2 separate regions of the Cyprinus carpio genome follow, and region 1 is linked to region 2. The links are chromatin contacts, called in public Hi-C maps. All regions are on one chromosome and are shown on one strand. Each heading gives the region's core, a stretch centred on a gene start, on an enhancer-like site or on the middle of the called end of the contact. The rest is flanking DNA. Distances are from core to core; before and after follow the strand shown. Region 1 holds the start of LOC109093852 (cGMP-inhibited 3',5'-cyclic phosphodiesterase B-like). Region 2 overlaps LOC109093852 (cGMP-inhibited 3',5'-cyclic phosphodiesterase B-like).

What was found. Hi-C and Micro-C count contacts between places; a contact is called where the count stands out from the background.
Region 1: a Hi-C map of skeletal muscle shows a contact between it and region 2, with 3 times the contacts expected there. The contact joins the promoter of LOC109093852 here to the enhancer-like site in region 2. A contact is called at or near these places in 5 of 8 Hi-C or Micro-C datasets (liver, red blood cells and skeletal muscle).

What each region holds. Positions count from the first base shown.
Region 1 is chrA7:16,471,071-16,476,145 of ASM1834038v1, reverse strand. LOC109093852 (cGMP-inhibited 3',5'-cyclic phosphodiesterase B-like) reads left to right here and starts at 3,179. Exons shown (of 16, transcript XM_042759972.1): 1 at 3,179-4,275. The coding sequence starts at 3,382. LOC109061084 (coatomer subunit beta-like) reads right to left here and starts at 878. Exons shown (of 22, transcript XM_042759973.1): 1 at 729-878.
Region 2 is chrA7:16,432,419-16,437,629 of ASM1834038v1, reverse strand. It overlaps LOC109093852 (cGMP-inhibited 3',5'-cyclic phosphodiesterase B-like), which reads left to right. Exons shown (of 16, transcript XM_042759972.1): 2 at 2,419-2,469; 3 at 4,147-4,395. Among protein-coding and RNA genes, the nearest start is that of LOC109102218, 29 kb to the right of the region's middle. Within about 2 kb of position 2,154, at least 2 of the 8 cell types and tissues checked have an H3K27ac peak or open chromatin away from gene starts, as enhancers often do.

The DNA of each region.
Region 1 (5,075 bases), core at 1,930-4,429, 37 kb before region 2:
TAGTAGTAATTGTAACTCTCAATTGCATGTCACAGCAGGTCATTCTTTGCCAACTTGGTGCTGCCCTGCACCATGCAGAATAAAAAGTGTACAAAATGTCAGTGATATTACTCAAAGTGCTGCTCATTTTTATATGTAAAGCTTTTTGTTATCAGCAAAAAATACAGAGTGCACCTTTAAACGATTCCCATATCCGAGCACCTTGTATTTACTTGCCATTTCAAAGTACTTCAGAGAACACTATGGTACTTCCACTGTATATATGCGACGACATGAAGCAGAGCCAAACTATAAATGCAACTAACGTCGTCCGTGATTTTAGGTTGTACTCTGTTAAGAAGAATATTTTTTTTATATGAAGATCCCGTAAGAAATCTCACGGTCTGCGGCCGCACAGGACTCATTGAATTAGCAGCTAGTTTGCCAGCCGTGGCAGAAGACTAACTTGTACCATGTTGTGCAGTAAATATAAAATCGAAACGTATTAATATCAGCACTGCTGTTTAATAACACATCCTGATAACACAGTTAATACTATACAGTTAAATTACCGACTGCGCGATCAGTCGACATCACTGCTACAGTAGCAGCTAACTTAGCACGATAACTTAACTGTCTGCGATAAAACCGAGCACAGACAACCAGTGCTTCCGTACTCGAAGCAGCTCAAAATAACAAAAAAATGTCTTTTATTAATGCGCTCTCTTGTAAAGTTGCTAATTTATTACCTTTTAAACAGGTCTTATGCCTCTCTCTTCTTCTGTATGCACATCCGTGTCTGGAGCGATTCTTTCGAATGACGTGGAACCTGTCTGACCTGGCCACATCAATACTACAGCGAGCCAGACGGTCCAAACCACGCGGAGCGTTACGAAAACGCGAAAGTTTGTTGCAGAGTACAGTATGTTCGTGACTGGAGCTGTGTATGTGTTTGTGATTATGTTCTACTTGTTTATACTGGAATATTATGCTTAATTATCCATTTGTTGGTCAAGATGTATAAGGAAAAATTAAAACCGAATGTCTGAAGCGAGAAGGTTAAACAACACACAAACGATTCGAATTTATTACTGTGAAACGGGGTTTTTATAGTTAACTAAACCTAAAACCATTACAAATGAATAAATAAATACCTAAATAGATTTTATTTCAGCTAGTTGTAAAAGCAAAATAGAAAATATATATATAAAAAAAAATAGAATAATATTGGACTATTAGCCTAATTGTAATTAACAATCACATATAATATTTTTTGAGAAAATGGATATAAATATTGAACGATAACATTTTAAGCGTATATTAGGCCCATTAAAGGATGATTTCTTGTATAGGCCCTGCTGTTGTTCTGATGCACATATACGTCTGTTGGGAAATGTTATATAGCCTATTAATTATATAATACAAATTATATAACATATGTTTTATCATATTACACTGTAAGGAAATCTGTAGAAAAATGGAAAAGATACTGGTAATTTTCTGCCAGGACCCTTTCCATTCAGTTTACAGACTTTTCCTGTAACAAAACACAACACCGCATAACATGTAATTCAAAATGCATTGAAAACACCTGTGAAAATTCAATACAGACCTTCATACCCTCATATTAACACAGTACAGGCAACCCTATTTTTAAATACTTTTTTATTTAGAGTGTACATATACATTTGTGTATGCATATAATGTCATAGCCTCCTGCTGAACAGTTCCATGAAAATTGAAGATACGTTATGATCCTCACACAAGAATGACTGATGGTTTTATTGACTTGTCTATTCAACCACCTCACTTGTGCAGCTGGAATCATGGAAAAGCTCTTAAGATAGCACAGAAGTAAAGTAAATGAGGTCAGTTTCAATGCATTATGGAACCAGCATTAGTCTACATTATTTGAGATCATAATTGAACCATAATGCAAGAACCACAATTTCAAACCAATTTTCCAGCCAAGTGCATGAATTGTTCTTGCTCACCATATGGAATAAATATATTACATTTTTATAAAATTCTATATCTGGATCTTTTTATAAATGTGAGTAATTTTAGGACCATTAAACAAACCTCTCTTGGTGTTCATGCTGTAAAGGAAAGACCACATCTTAGATAAGGAAACAGTTTCTTTTTACCTAAAGCATTTGGCATCAGAGGGACTTTCCCGCTTTATAATCCTCTTATGTTTTTTTTTTCAGAAAGACAAAAGGTGTTGACTGAACAAAGACAAAAGGATCATTGACCAATTTTATTTTTTTCTTTATATTTCTATACTTGTCTTATAATCTCAAGATTAGTTAGATCAAGCAAATAATAGCTTCAGTATTATCACCAAATAAAGTCCTCAAGGTGTAACCTTAAATTAAAATATTTCCCAAAAGGAATATGGTATATTACTATATAACATGTTCTTAAAGATATTATTTGGCCAACACTTCACAATAAGGTCCATTTTGTTAAGTTACTGCATTAGCTAACATAGTAATCCTTAAGTTAATAAAAAAAATATTTATGTTAGTTCACAATGGTATTTGGTTGGTATTTGATGATTTCATTTTTGGTTGATTTTGCTTTTAGATCTGAAAGAATATAAAAGTAGGCTTGAGAAACTCAACCAAAATTAGCTTAAAGTAATAATGATGAGACAGTATGCAGTGTTACAAATAAAACACAGTAATATTAGTGGGTTCCTTGGCCAGCTATGCCTCTGGATCCCAATCATTGGTAAGAAACTGTTGATAACTCAGCCGTAATATAATGTCCATGTTAGTGACCTCTTGTGGTGCTTATGCATTTAAACCATAAGGGCCGGTTGTCTCGTTATTATAAAATAATCAACTATTTACCTGACTGATTAGTGACTTAGCTCAGTCATATGCTACAATCGTGCGTATAAACAAATAATAAAGACAACGTATGTATACATCCACACGACTCCAAAGTTTCTAAGGATACACTCACTCACTCACACATATATAGCCTACATAATATGCTGTGTTTTAAGTATTGTTATGTATTTTCCACATATAAATATATCCAGCATTCTATAGTATTGTTCAAATACCGCATTAAGGCAAGAAAAAATTACTAGAAATGAAAGATACAGGTATAAAATGAAGGCGGCGCGGTTTGGCTGCGCTGCAGAGCGCGCGCGCGCGCGTCTGTCTCTCGCGCTCCAGTCATTGTTACAAATTGTCGCACCTAGACGGCGACATCGAGCTCTAGTCTGCTAAAAAACAACAACATTTCAGCCTCTTTTCCTCCTGGCCAAAATGCCTGAGCACGTTTGAGTGACCATGGAGCGCGTTTGCCGTCATGTAGTAAAACGTTGACACACGGAGGATTTATCTCGGAGGAATGAAAGTTTAAAGAGCACTGGAGGAGGACAACATGGCTGTGCAGGAGGAAGGAGAGGTTTTGCACAGTAAAATCAGACAGCACGATGGTGTTGGTGGCAATGCAAACAGCGGGGAGAGCTTCAGGAACGGCTATGTGAAGAGCTGCGTCACTCCGTTAAAACAAGACCACCCGAGGGGCTTTTTGTTCAACGTCTGTAGGTTTTGCAATGAGGATATCCTCAAGTCCAAACTATTCCGCGGCTCGGCTCTCTACGTGGGAGCGCTGGCAGTCCTGGCGCTCTCCTGCTTCATTTCTTGGAGCTTTCAGAGTGAGCACGGCGTCTCGGAGCTGCGGACTTTCCTCTTTGATTTCTCCCAGTCCATCAGTCCTTTATTCAGCATCGGCTGCGCGTATTTCTTTCTCACCCTCTACCTGAGGCGGACGAAGAGGGAAAGCAGCAGATGTTGGCTTTTGTCCTTACCAGCATCATGCTACTTGGGGGATTTGATGGTCTTGCGCTTGTTGCAGTGGGGAGAGGAGCACCATCAGATGCAAATGATGGGCAGGTTGCTGTTTGTGCTGGGCTGCGTGGGTCTGCTCACTCTCATCCCCACTCTCAAACTCAAACACAGCGTCCTGATCCTGGTCTTCGCCAGCCTGGTGTGGCTGCTGTCCTTCACCAGCCTCGGCTGTCTGTCTCCGTCCCTCAGGCCGGTGCTGGCGTGTATGGCGGGGGTCTCCGGCTCTCTGCTGGCGCTCTGTTTTGATCACTATTACCCACCGAGGGAGACGGCCGGCAGGATTCCTAACGCGGAGGAGAAAGTTCCCGTCATCAGACCCAGGAGAAGGTCCAGCTGTGTTTCTTTGGGAGAGACGTCCAGCAGTTATTATGGCAGTTGTAAGATGCCCCGCAGACCTTCTCTGCCCTGTATATCCAGAGAACAGGTATGGGGCTGTTCAGCAGTCCAGCAACTCTGTTACCAGTTGATATATACCAACACATCCCTTATATGCACTATAAAACACATCACAAATCATCGTGCTCCTGATACACACCATCACACTCCTGACACGTTAAAAGACAACATACACTCATAAAAATAAAGGTTCTTTATTTGCATTCATAGTTCCTTGAATAACTGTTAACATCCATGAACTTTTCTATTCAACAAAAAGTTATTTCTAGAGGAAAAAAGGTTTAAAATGTTCTTCACATTAAAAAAAAAGGTTCTTTTAAGAACACTTCACTGAAAGGTTCTTTGGGGACCCAAAAATGATTCTTCTATGGCATTGCTGCAAAAAGCCCTTTTTGAAACCTTTAATTTTTCTGAGTGTACATTGCCATCCTAAACACACTCCTGATACCCCATCACACAACACCACGACAGAACACTCCTTATACAGCAATAATCCACAAAGTTCGTAAGTGTGATATTATTAGTATTTTGTATACATTGTTGTTGGGCCAGGTCTTAATATTGGGTCAGTCACCTGTTGCATAGCTCCCAAATTTATTGTTTCACTGTGATGGGGTGAGAACTTTTCTTTATTTGCTAAACATTTCAGTTTAATTTTGTTTGGTATTTTAGAGTGAACACAGTGCAAATTTCAAGATGTTTCAAATGGATCAAAACTGCGTTTAGTTACTTATGTGAAGTTTTGGGTTGTATCCCCATGTTGTACCAGTAGTCTGATACAGTTTTATTTTAAAGATGAAGATGTGTCCTTAAAAATTTATTTTGAAC
Region 2 (5,211 bases), core at 905-3,404:
TTGCTGTTTATTTATTGATTTATTTTGTAGAAACAATTTCTTTACTGTCACTTTTGATCAGTGTAACCCACACCTCACTAAAATCTTAAAGACCTTTTGAATGGTACTGTATCAGGATGGATTAGCAGTTACGCTCCAAATGCAATGTGTGAGCACATGCATTTTCAAAGATGTACGAGTTAGCTCACAAAACTTTTTGGACCCCATTTATTACACCTGCATTTAATGCTGTTCACTTCACCCAAACAGATCTTAATACCAGGCATACCAGAGTCAAAATATTTTAACATATTCAAGGAAGCAGATTTTATGAAACTGACCCACCTTTATTCTTCTGTTAATCTCTGTCCCATCTGTGAAGTTTACTAGCTCAACAGACCATAAAGAACAAAAGTAGAGAGATTTGCTCTGTGTAACTCTGTGACATTGTGTGGCATTCAGAGGGGGTGAGACTCGAGTCTGTGTTCATGTACGTATGTAGCTCGATGCCACATGCTTGATTTAATGGGAACGTATGTGACCAGTCTGATGTTAAGTGGTCATTCTGACCCACAAAACCTTCCCTGTGAATGAGAGAGAAGGCATCAGACACCTTTTCTGACACGTTTCTCTTCTGTCTATCTCCCGCCATCCTGGTTGCAATGACGTTTGTACTATTGTTTGCTGGCCTCTCTCAGGTTGCCATGGTAGAGCTTATTTGCCATACTAAATGTCTGATGGCGTTAAGATGCTGACAGCTAACCGTGTGATCATCTCTGTCTGATCAGAAAAACATCTGATTTGAGAGCAAGAGGCCACTGTGTCCACATCATAATTAAATCCCATTCCAGACATGGAATTAAGTCATTTGAACTCCAATGAGTCGTCTTTTGTGTCTTGGGATGGTTTATTGGTTTTTTTTTTTTTTTTTTTGGTTTTTTTTTTTATTCAGTTAAAACAGGTGAGTGTGTTTCGATCAACTCCAACTGTCGCTCTCTGAGTCTGTGGTCATGTCTTTTGGACAGATCTGAGTGCCTAAGAGTGCTGCTGGTTTTAAAGATCAGAGCTGCTGGAAGTGACACATGACATGGCCAGCGCAGGTGCTGGGGACTTCTGCTTTGTCTGTTGTGTGGAGAAACCAGGCTCTCCTCGTGGATATCACCAGTACTCCCCCATGTGGTTTTACTCTGCACTGCCATTCAGCTACAGTGACTTTGAGTTTAACATGGCGACCGCTTACATATGAGCCCTTGTTGGCCGAGAACTCTCTCAAACTTTGCTTGGCTGATTTGTGAACTGTGACATGTCTCTGTTTTGATAATGATGTTGAACTCTTGTTAATTGGTGTTTGCTTTGTTGCTAAATTCATTTATGCCAGTGTTCCCTAAAAAAAAGTTTTCCACATCCCTTAAAGAAAAGATTTTATCTCCCTTTTTTGTGGTAACCAGAAGTAAACCAGACTCTGTGCAAAATAAATAAATAAATAAATGATAAGATAACGCTTGTTTTTATAAAAGTATAGGCCTACATGCTATCTTCTAATTAATATGAGGACATAAAACTGCATGGAATATTTGTCCTTTTAAAAAATAATAATTTATCACTTTGTAGGACTGTAGAATTTCTGTGTTGCAAAAATATAATATAAACTGCCAGAAATGTATTTACTTATTAGTTATAGCACCTAAAATCTATACTATTTGTTTTGTTGCTAAATGTGTTGATTGTGACTTGTGCAAGTTTGTTTTGAGGTTTGGGCCTCTAATTTGGTATATAATGGATTAGTTAAATTTTCAAAAGGCTGCAAGACCATTTGATCATATTTTTAATCAATCATATATAAAATGTATAGCCTTAATGCACTGTAAGTCACTTCTGATAAAAGCGTCTGCTAAATGCATAAATGTAAATGTAATATATTTAGACAACTTGTTTTTCAGATTAACTGTAAAAGTTGCTTTGCTAACTCCATGGCACCAGAAAACAGACACAGTCTGCGAACTATCTTGGTGATAGTGTTGTGGGACTTGGCTTCTGTTGGGTGACTTTCCTCTGAGCCTCTGAGACAGATAACGTGGAAATGGAGTCAAATGACGTAGTTTGGCTAGATAAGATCTGCGAGCGCTATTGTTGACGTCTCATTGTGGTTACAGTGGTTTTCTTTTCTTTTTCTTTTTTTTACCCTGCAAGCACCAGAAAGGTTTTCGTTCAGCAGCTTTCAGCACACAAGAAGCATTGCTCAGGTGTTGACAAAACATTCACTCACACATCAAATGGTTGTTCATACCAATACCTAGAAATGTGTTTATTTTTACATGGTTATAGGCACTTCAGCAATGTAAAAATAACTCATTTAGCTGCTGCTTTGTCTTAACTTTCCATAGGTTTTGTGCAGGGTGGCAGTTGTGAATGAAATGTGCTTTGTTTTGTGTCCTTTAGATGATCCTGTGGGACTGGGACCTGAAACAATGGTACAAGCCACAATATCAGGTCAGTTCTACTCCTGTTTAGCTGTTCGACACGTTTCAGTATTTCATCAGCACAATTTATGTAAGGTTTATTAGGTAAGTGCAGTCCCGTGACATTCTTGCTCAACTAGCCAATATCCAGGCCACTCAAGTATGTTTGTTTTTATTTGACTTTTTATGAACCTTTGTGATGTTCTTCCATTGGTAACACTTTACAATAAGGTTCATTAGTTAACATTAGTTTACTATGTTATTTAACATGAACTAAGAATGAACTATACTTCTACAGCATTTATTAATCTTAGCTAATGTTAATTTACTAATGCATTATTAAAATCATAAGTTGTGCTTGTTAACATTAGTTAATGCACTGTGAATTAACATGAACTAACAGTGAACAACTGTATTTTCATTAACTAACATGAACAAAGATGAATAAATACTGTAATAAATGTATTGTTCATTGTTTGTTCTTATTAGTTTACACATTAACTAACATTAACTAATGGAACCTTATTGTAAAGTGTTAACGAATGTATAAAATGGAAATAATTTAATAAAATGTATATAAAAAATGTTGGTATAATGAATTTCTAATGTGATTTTTCCTTTTTATAGTAATCATTCATTCAGAATGTCTGGTTCTAAATGTTAAATACATTTATGTTTTATAAATACTGTATATTATATAATATTACATTATATTATATTATATTATATTATATTAGTTGTGTGTGAATTTTATTTTATTATGCTTTATATACAGCCCAGAATAAGAGAGTAATCTTTGTTTTCCTTTACATATAGACCAGCATCTCATCTCACTTTCTTTATGTCTGAATGAGCCTCATATCGTCCATCTGAGGACAGTTTGTAGCCTGTTAGCATGCTGAGGCCTGTAGCCCCTCCATCTGCCCGCTGCGCATTACTTCGGCTGACCTGCAAGTGGATAACCCTCATTCTGGCTCACATAAAGCTTGCCAAATGACGTCAAAGCCTGGAGGAAATGCTCGCTGTGCACTTTTACCACACACGTGTTAGCATGCACACATGCAGGTTGCAGCAGTGCTGCCACTCTACTTTATTACTTTTATCAAAACAACCACCCCCCTTCAAAAAAATGATGTAGGTCTGAATTAAACACAATCAATAAAATGAGCGCAGCATGTGCACACAAGGCTGAAAATGGATTAAGACTAGCTGAGTTTAAAGATACCCAGAGTTCTTCCTGTAATATCATTATGAACGGTTCCTTTTTTCCGCTGAGTGGATATAATCAAAAACTGTCTCTGCTACTTGGCTGGAATTATCAAATGGATGGCTCCGAGAATGAGTCATTCTTTGCTACAGTTACTACTGGCACAAGTCTGGAGCAGTGGGATGGCATGCTGTAGCGTTCCTGTAGCTCAAACATTGTAACAATGCCAAAGTCATAGATTTGATTCCCAGGGAATGCATTAACTGATCAAATGTGTAGCTTTAATGCAATGTAAGTCACTTTGGGGAAAAGTGTCTGCCAAATGCAAATGTAAAGGTAAATGTTTAAAATCCTGCTGTACTTCTAAATGACCACAAGGAGGCAGTAGATGTCTCAAAAACAGATATGTACATGGTAAATCTCTGCTTCTTTATGCAGCAATTTCCTGATTTTGCATTCTACTGTATAGATGTTGTTAATATGTGCTTTTTGTGTACTTAGGGTGCAGTGAGTGGGAGTGGCGTGGATCTCTCTGTGATAAACGAGGCCAGGAACCTGGTCTCAGACCTGCTGGTGGACCCGTCTCTCTCACCCCACGTGCTCTCCTCACTGCGGAGTGTCAGCAGCCTCATGGGAACTTTCTCTGGGTCCTGCCGGCCCCGGGTCAACCCCTTCACCCCCTTCCCTGGCTTCTACCCCTGCGCTGAGATAGAAGACCCCTCAGATAGAGGAGAGAGAAAGCCACTGAAGGTAGATGAGCAGCAGTGTTGGGGATCCTTGCTGAGCTATAAGTCACTCATAATTTGAAGTAGTGTAACTGCAGTCAAGCTACACTCTTAAAAAAGTAGTCAGCTACACACAAGCTACTAAAAAAAAGTAGCTCTGCTATATTGTTGTTGCTCAAGGGCCAATAGTTATATATTTAAGTATAAACATATCCATTGATTATAATTAATAATAATGATAATTTTAGAATTTAAGGTATTTTTCTGTGCACTGCTATTAAAATTATGGCCAGTGCTGGTAAGCTGATAATTATATACATGTTATGGCTGATTACTGATGAAAAAAGTCAATTATGTACTATTTTGTCTAAATAAATTACTATTTAAATATTAAAAAGTAAAATCAGTGCTTAAAGTGAATTTAGGCATCACAGCATTATAAATTACAGTCGGATATTTATTATGTCATTTGCACTCCACCCCAAAATGAAAATTCTGTCATTAATTAAACCATGTCGTTCCAAACCCGTAAAAGCTTTGTTCATCTTCGGAACACAATTTAAGATATTTTGGATGAAACCTGGGAGGCCTGTTACTGTCCCATAGACCTCCAAGTAAATATCAGTGTCAAGGTCCATAAAAGGTATGAAAGTCGTCATCAGAATACTCCATCTGCCATCAGACGTGCAATCTGGGTTATATGAAGCGACGGGAACACTTTTTGTAAGCGAAGAAAACAAAAATAACAACTTTATTCAACAATTCCTTTGTCAACAGTCTCCTCTGTGTCTCTCCATATCACTGTATGCTGCGTCTGCTCTTCTGTATCATCAGCGCCACA